Linked DNA regions of Cyprinus carpio: region 1 is linked to region 2. The links are chromatin contacts, called in public Hi-C maps. All regions are on one chromosome and are shown on one strand. Each heading gives the region's core, a stretch centred on a gene start, on an enhancer-like site or on the middle of the called end of the contact. The rest is flanking DNA. Distances are from core to core; before and after follow the strand shown.

Region 1 (4,643 bases), core at 1,940-4,439, 42 kb before region 2:
GCTAAAATGAAAATTTTGTGTATATATATTTGCCATTTTTCTGAGTATTTTAATATATATATATATATATATATATATATGGGTCAAAGACAAAAAAGTGTTTAAGCATAAAAAAAGTGTAATACTGCTTTAAACTGTTGTAGTTTTTCCCCCAAAAAATGCAAAAAGTTTTCTGTTTTATTTAATTGCAATTTTGTTTTTGTTTTTCTGAGCAAAAAATAAATATCATACATTTTCCCCTGATTTAAAGTAAAATGTCATTCAGTGTAACAATCTCGTCAGGCATATTTACAACAAAAATCAATTTATGACATATTAAAAGACTAATTACTTTCACCCCAAATACTAATGAGTTGTAATTTTACATTTTTAACATTTGCCACTGTCCTAGGTTTTGCCCATTTGTCAGTAAGAATTTTTTACTAATTTAAAACACAATCAAATTTAGTATGCTCCATTATTCTTTTAGATATTTTAATATGTACACGTCAGAATAAGCATGTTGTTTGAATTTTTGCATAAATATTGTGTTACACTGAATGACAATCTAACATTATTGCAACCAAATCTTGACATTTTATTCTCCAAAAACTTATTTGAAATTTAGACATTTTTACTTACATTTAATGTGCTTTCTATGGACACAAAATCACTTTTGTACATTTCTTTTGATGCGGACATCTTAATGTAACTCAGAGGCTCTTATATATATATATATATATATATATATATATATATATATATATAATATATATATATATATATATATATAATTATATATATATATATATATTATATATATATATAATTTTTTTTTTTCAAATTACAGCTTTATCAGACTGAAGGCAGCTAAATATGTCAACTGTCCAGTTTTTCCCTTTTTAAATAAAAAGCAAAATTCTGTCACCTGACAAAATCTGGAGATCTGGAGATGACATGCTGAAACTCGGAGAGATTGACTGTCCCGTCCTTGTCAATGTCTGACTCCTCCAGGATCTGTACAGTGAGGTTAGTTTACATCAGTGCAGTTACACTGGCTCTGTCATTAATGTGACGTACACCCACCACACTCACATTGCTTATGAGCTGTCTCATCTCCTCCGCAGTCAGACGGGTGTCGTCCGTCTCGCCGGTCAGACAGTTCACCAGCTTCTCCAGGTCTCTAGCATCAAGGGTCCCGTCATCATCGAAGTCTGCAGCATGAGAAGTGTTTATATCGAGTGCTGTTTGCTACTGCTATTGCGTTAAATGTCAGTATTGAGAGCAATTCAACAATTACCAAAGATTCGGAACGCGTAGTGGGACTTGATTTCCAGAGTCGCCGTATCGCTGAAGGCACTCAAGAGGTCGAGGAAATCCTCAAAGTTCAAGCTGCCATCCTTCATGTCAGAGGTCGAGAAGACGTGACATAGCCTTTTCCGGAAGGGGTTAGCCTGTGACAGCCAACAAAAACACCGAATATATACAGCCCAATGGCTAAATCTGGAAGGATTATAAGATACTGTGTTTTGCAAAACGAAAATGAATCATTTAGTTTTTTTGCATTATGACAGCAGTATAGACTTCATCTGTTACCTTCAGTTCAGGAAGTGTGAGGATCTTCTGCATGGACACCCTGGAGCTGTACGGCCCATTTTCTCCGCCCTGGAGTTCAGAGAATATTTTGTGTGCCCTAAACAAACACACTGATGATGAGCACATTTGAATGACATTCAAACATTTTAAGTATTAGTTAGTATACACGTTCAGTAACTGAACTACTGTACATCTGCGTAGTTTAGCTCAACCACAAATCCACTTTACACGGAATGCCATGGTAGAGAAGATGTGCATAAGCAGTAATAAAAAAAAATTAAATTAAAATGAAGTGTTGGTAATTGAAATAAAGCTAAAGTGAGTTATTATTGTTAGATGAAAAACTTAAACGAAAATTAGAAATGTTGTCTAGGTAAATAAGAGAAGTAAAAACTGAAACAAAAATAAAGCTAAATAGAAATATTTAAAATGTTGAACTGCAAATAAAATAAGTTAAAGTACTACAAATACTAAAACTAAAATTTAAAAATAGAACTGAAATAAAAATAAATTAAAGCTAAATAGAAATTTAAATGTTGATTTGCAAATAAAATAGGTTTAAGTTAAAGTACTACAAATACTAAAATAAAATAATGAAATAGAAATAAATTAAAGTTAAATAGAAATATTTAAAATGTTGAATTGCAAATAAAATAAGTTTAAGTTAAAGTTAAAGTACTATAAAAATACTAAAATAAAATAAAATAATGAAACAGAAATAAATTAAAGCTAAATAGAAATATTTAAAATGTTGCATTGCAAATAAAATAAGTTTAAAAGTACTACAAATACTAATATAAAACTAAATTAAAGGCAAATAGAAATATTTAAAATGTTGATTTGTAACAAAATAAGTTTAAGTTAAAGTACTACAAATACTAAAACTGAAATAAAAATAAATTAAAGGCAAATAGAAATATTTAAAATGTTGAATTGCAAATAAAGTAAGTTTAAGTTAAAGTACTACAAATACTAAAACAAAATAATAAAATAAAAATAAAAAACTAATAAAATCGCTAAAGTTCTATCGTTATTCCTCACCTAAACACAAACTAATAAGAAACAAACTAAACTGTACAGTCCATGTTCACAATTATAACTTAAGTACACTGAAAGCAGCCAAACATAACACAGAATATTCTGAACACGGCGTCATGTGTGCATCAGATCAAGTACGTCATGACTGTACTTACAGTAGGATTTCTTGCTTTGTGAGAAATGTGAGCTCCTGCGTAAGCAAAGACGAGTTATACATTATACAAAAACACAACTCCTTGCTATAACTGTTCACCAAATGAACATATATTTCAATACTATTACATATAAATATGTTTTTAAGAACTGACATGAGTCAGTCTCACCTGATACTCTGACAGAAGATCTTTCGGTAATTTGCTCGATGTTCCCCCCATTACCGCCTGCTTTCGTTCAGCACGACTAGCACTTTCACTTTAAACTATAATAAAGTCGAATAATGTTTCTATTGTTTTATAAAAACTAAGGTAAGCGGCCGAAGTTTTAATGTTTTTAGCCAACAGTCTAAACAAACTTTGCTCGAAAGCAACACGCTCTCGCGCTTCCGCTTCCTGCTTGACACGTCAGTCACCGTGGGAACAAACATCCACAATGGGGATTTATTTATTTATTTATTTATTTTAGTTAGTTAGTTAGTTAATTAGGTAGTTAGGCAGTAAGGTAGTTATACAAAGAAATAACGTTTAGGCACAAAAATGTTTACTTCTGTATATTCAAAAGCACAATAAAACAGCTGCGTTTTATGTGAACTAGATATTTGCACTCGTTTATTACCTTAATTAGTCTATTTTTACGTTTTATAACAAAAGGTAGAGAATAATACTGATAATCAACGTGTATTTAATATCTAAATATTTCCTGGAGCATCTTACTCATTGTTATTGTTAGTTATAATGTAACTATGTCACATATAATTATATTATTCTGACCAAATGTTTGGAAGGAAAAGACCTTAAATGATTTATTTGGTATCACGTTGCACTGACTTGGTTCTGCAATTTGCTTATTATTTCAGAAGGTGGCATCATATCACAAAAAAAAAAAAAAAAAAAAAAAAAAAAAAAATCCACTGTCATGTCACTTATTTATGACATAAGTAAACCATTTATTTAGAACTTTAGGCTATTTATTTTAATTTATAACAGCTGCATGTTCACTATCTTCATTTATTGGCAGTGTAATAGGGAATTAATTAAGTTCTTTTAAAGTTCCTATGATATATATATATATATATATCTATATATATATATATATATATATATATATATATATATATAATATAATCTAACTAGCTTTCTAATCTTTTTGTATTCTATCTGTTTTATTTTCATTTATTACACAATTAACAAAAGCAAAAAAAAAAAAAAAAAAAAAAAAAAAAAAAGACCTCTAAAACTAGCTTGCTCTGTTCTTTTTCTATTCTATCTGTTTTCTTTTTATTTAGGCTATTATATTATTTAAAAGCCCTTGCTACGTGTACTGTGTTTAAGCTAACTGAGACTTGTTATAGCACTTGTATATCATTGCTCTTTAGTTGTTTTTGATTGCTTCTATTGTCCTCATTTGTTAGTCGCTTTGCATAAAAGCGTATGCTAAATGACTAAATGTAAATATATATATACAGTTATTACAAATAAAAGCAATAAACACGCCTTCAATGACGCGCATTTAATACATGTGTGTAGTAAGAAAATATAAGGGAATATATAAGTGTATAAAACTAGAGAGTTTAGCCAGTAGTAGTACTGACAGTGTCGTGTAAACAGCTGAAGAACCGAAAACGGAGGAACAGACGAACCGATTCAATTGAGTGAGTCATTTACGCTGGAACCGCTCCGATTGATTCAAACTCGTGACTTCGATCATTCAGTTCAAGCGATTCCCTAAAAAGATCATTTAAAATTCACTTTCGAATTTCGACATCGCTTGTAATGATCTTTAAAAAGCACGTATAGTGATGGGTGAAACGGAGCTTTTCGACACACGAATCAGTTTAACAACTGGGACACAAAATGATTCACTGTTTCGAAGCG
Region 2 (4,700 bases), core at 1,546-4,045:
TATATATATATATATATATAAAATCTAACACCACACTCTAAAAAATGCTGGGTTAAATGTTTAACTCAGCCTTCTTGGGTAGTTTACTATATTTCACTTATTTTACTATATTTTACTATATAACTAAATTATTATATTTCTTGCTTAAAATTAACCCCAAATAGGTTGGAAATTAACATTTATTATGTTCAATAAATGAACATTTATTAATAAGTTGAATGAATAGTAATTAAATACTTTTTTTTTAAAATTGCTTATTAATAAATGTTCATCCTTTGATTATTGCTGATGCCTCTAGTAATTATGTGTCTGATTTTTAATTTACAACCTATTTTGGGTTCATTTTAAGCCAGCCATAAAGTAATTTTTAAACAATATTTTAGTTAAACTTAACATTTTTTAGAGTGCATCACTGTATAATTCTGCAGTCCTCCAAATGAGTGTTTACCCTTTAAAAAAAAGCAGTGTCAGTAGTAATTAGTAGTAAAGCTACATGGTATTTACATGGTACTCCAAGGTAAAAAAAAAAAAAAAGGAAAAATATATTTCATATTTTCAATCTATATAAATGCATAAATAAAAATCTATATAAATGCATATATATATATATATATATAGCCTAGTTTCAAATGGTGATAATTTCTGCAATAATTATGTTTAAAATTAAAATTTAAATAAACACACACACACACACACACACACACACACACACACACACACACACACACACACACACACACACACACACACACACACACAATATTTTGTTTATTGTTTTGTAACACATTAATTAGATATAAATACCTTAATATCTGGAAAAAAAAAACCTTTTTAAATTTATTTTTTGGTTATTACCATCTTTTAATACTAAGCTCAAAGAAAGTGTTCCAGGATTATTTTCCAGGACTTTTAGGACACAGCTGTCTCTTCTGAGCAGAACAATGTGAATCCCTCTGGATGCGGGCTTATTTCCTTTTCTCTCCACACCAAGACTGCTCCTTTTTCCTTTTCAATCCCGGGACCTCCCCTCACACCTCCTCCCTCCTCCCTCCCTCCTCCTGTCCGCTCCTCGCGTTATACTGCAGCCAATTCCTGAAATTCCAGCCTTCCTCGCGCGCTTCCAGTCACTCAGGCAGCTTTTACCCCCAAAACACTTCACTTTCCCTACTGTTCCTTCAGACAGGTAAGAATGTCATTTATTTACATATGTCATAGTGGTATTTGTTTGTGCAGTTATTTAAAAATCTAAATCTTTCTGTAAAGTAACTTGTACAGCTGTACAGATCTATTCTTCACTCACTGAAGCGGTTATTCTGACACATGATGACGAAATGTGATGTAACAATGGAATATTTGGAATTGTTGGAATTTTTCCGTGAAATCCCGTGTTCTTTTTTTCTGCTCCTGCGGAGTGACTTCCCGCGCAACGCTCGGAAACTTTCTGAGGAACTTTAATCGCGTCATAGTGCTTGTATCGCGATTAAGCTCGTTAATTACTGCGCAAATGATCGCGATAAGAAATTTCAACTTTTTATCGATACTGTAAATAGTAACAAATATCTGCAGGTGTTTTTCTTCACATGAACCAATTTAATACGTTTGGAAAATGTATATAATATAAAAATATATATAATAATACAATGAAAATGCCTGCTTAATTGTGGAAACTATTATCGATTGTCTTGTCCGTCTTGTTTTAAGATAAAAATAACAATCAATTAATAGCATTACCTATGTAAAATAATATTTTTTGAATTATTTGAATTCAGTGTTTATTTATATATTTCTTTAGCAAGACCATTACTATTAAATATTACTGTTATTCATTTCAATTATACAAATTATTTTCTTATTTTAATGTGTAGGTTTTCATTTAACAGTGCTTTTAGTTTTGCAGACTCTTTGTTTACTCCTTCTTACTCTTACGTACAACACCATTCAAATTTTCACACACAATAATCATCAAAAATAATAAAAAATAACAATGTAGAATAATAAAAAAGAAACAAAAACTATGAAATAACACAAATGGAAGTATGGGAATGATGTAGAGAACTATATATATTTGATATCTAGATATTCATGAAGTTCTTCATGGGATGCTTTTAAACACAGTTAATGTTGTTTTTCCTTTAATATTGGAAAAATATTGTGTTATTTAAATAAAGAGCATCAGGGAAACGTTATGTTTTTCTCAGGTAAAGCAAACGAGGAACGTTCGTTTGTAGAATCTAGATTTGTTCTGACATTTTGTCATGCGTCTGGCTGAAATCACTGTGTCTTATTCAAAAACAAACACACACAGCAGGCTGTCTGCACAAACGTGTGTGTGTGTTTGTAAGTGTGTGAATATCTGCTTTCACTTGTGTGTATTGTGTTACTGAGATTAAGAGTTGAGCCTGAGCTAAACACACACAGCAGCTTCTCAAAGTTAATCCTGGATTTCAACAGCCCACATAAAACAAAGAAGGAGACTTTTTATAATTTGTGTAATATCTTCACAGAGCTATTGGATAGTAGTTGTTATATATGTCTTATAATGTATATGTTTATATATTTATACATAAAACTACTATTGTATTGCATTGCTGCAGCGTTAGCCACATTTAACCTTAAAGGCAGTCGTGTTGTTTTAGTGCTATTATCACGTTAACACAACGTCATTAGAGACGCTCTCAACGAGACGCTCACTGTGTGTCAGGAACTCTTGATCAGAGCTGACTGGCCCCGCAGCTACAGCATCACTGTTAAACAATATGAGCTTTAAATTAACGTACGGCACATAGTTAATATCCTGTGTGTGTGTGTGTGTGTGTGTGTGTAAGTTCACTGTGACTCTCAGCTTTACATTCCAGCTCTGATTAAAGTGGATTTGTTGTGTGTTTATGTTTGTTTAATATGCTGTGTGTGTGTTTGTTCTGTATGTGAGTTACACACACATGCGAATGTATATCTGTGTGTGTGTGTGTGTGTGTGTGAGCGTAGGTTTTATATAGTCATTTACTCACCTTGTTTTTACCAAACCTGTATGACTTTCTTTCTTCTGTGGAACACAAAGAAAATATTTTGAAGAACACTTGGAACCGAACAACTCTGGACCCCACTGACTTTCACTGAATAGACAAAAAAAAAAAAAAAAAAAAAAGACAAATATCTTTTGTTTTCCACAGAGTAAAGAGCAATCAATATCATAATTAACATTTTTGGATGAACTATACCTTTAATTTTCTCCAAAACCTTTACTTGTGTATGCAAATATAAATACATATAAACACATGATAAACTAAAGCAATAACCCATGAAGGTTTTTGTGATTTTACCATGATTAAAGGGTTTTCTTAGCCACAAAATAAAAAAAAATCCAGTGTCCAGCTATATTTAACATTTTTTGGAAGGCGCCAGTATTGATAAGTGTCGGATAAAACTATTAAATAAAATACTATTAAATAAAAAAAAAAAAAAGATGTTTAATAAAATAAATAAATAAAATAAAATTAATAAATAAATATTACATGAACTACATAAAAGTGAAAATTAGAAATGTAAGAAAAAAGTTTTCAAAATAAAAAAAGTTAAAATATTAAAACCGAGTATAAAAACGTCAAAAGCATACAACAAAAAATATATAAAAACAGAAAACTTATATGAAAACTGAAAAGATAAAAATAAAAGCTTATTCAAAATATAAGTAAATACTACAATAGTATATAAATAATACTATTTATATAATATTTATAATAGTCACTATTTTTTTTTTTTTTTTGCACGTTATAAATGCATGCAGTGACTCACAAAAAGTATGTAAACGTGTGAAATGGTGCAATATTTTGTTTTTGGACTGCATCAAGCATTAGTTTGGTAATGAAACTCGAGGCCGTTGGGTCCGATCTGTGAGTTTTGTACAGGAAGTGGAGCTCAGAGGAAAATGGCGTGATTGAGTCAGACGCGAGCGTGACGCACTGTTGCTCAGTGTCTCTAATCTTCCTGTACACACACTCACAAACACCACAATTCCCAGAGAAAACTTATATTTGTGTGTAGTACTAATCATTTACAATGATCTCTCCTTGTTTTGCGTTCTTATAAACTCTGTCTGAAGTTAGAAGTATGTGTGTTTTGTTTTGAGGGACCCCTAATCAGGTTCGTTTGAGATGGACCTCTTAAAATAGTCCTGTCTGGCTGCAGGCCGCTTCTCATTGCAGTTACGTGTCTGCAGACACGGTGTCCCTCTGCGTCTCCTCCTAATGTGATTTTGGAACAAGGTGCTTTTTCCAAGCAGGGTTATGGAGTCTGGGGAGTGTTCTGATGATTGGGGGTCGTCTCATTCACACCGTGATGACACCCGTCTGGAACCCTGCCGACAACATCACTGTGCTACAACTCAATATAGCAACATCTGCAATAGCAATGGCTAATCTGGATGACATAAAAATTTTTTTCCATTGAATGGTCCCAGATGATATTAAAGAAATAGTTCACCTAAAAATTAACATTTGCTGAAATTGTACTCACCCTCAGGTCATCCAAAATGCAGATGAGTTTGTTCCTTCATCAGATTTGGAGAAATGTAGCATTGCATCACTTGCTCACCAATAGATGTGAATGGGTGCCGTCAGAATGAGAGTCCAAACAGCTGATAAAAACATCACAAGTAATCCACAGCACTCCAGTCCATCAGTTAACATCTGGAGAAGACAAAA

The links. Hi-C and Micro-C count contacts between places; a contact is called where the count stands out from the background.
Region 1: a Hi-C map of skeletal muscle shows a contact between it and region 2, with 2.7 times the contacts expected there. The contact joins the promoter of LOC109098855 here to the enhancer-like site in region 2. A contact is called at or near these places in 3 of 8 Hi-C or Micro-C datasets (liver and skeletal muscle).

The regions. Positions count from the first base shown.
Region 1 is chrA25:2,080,484-2,085,126 of ASM1834038v1, reverse strand. It overlaps LOC109098855 (calcium and integrin-binding protein 1), which reads right to left and starts at 3,189. Exons shown (of 7, transcript XM_042714996.1): 1 at 2,937-3,189; 2 at 2,769-2,803; 3 at 1,576-1,672; 4 at 1,280-1,433; 5 at 1,075-1,193; 6 at 908-996. The coding sequence starts at 2,987.
Region 2 is chrA25:2,038,401-2,043,100 of ASM1834038v1, reverse strand. No RefSeq gene overlaps it. Among protein-coding and RNA genes, the nearest start is that of LOC109070887, 3.4 kb to the right of the region's middle. Within about 2 kb of position 2,795, at least 1 of the 8 cell types and tissues checked has an H3K27ac peak or open chromatin away from gene starts, as enhancers often do. A contact at or near this core is called in skeletal muscle, where this site is marked.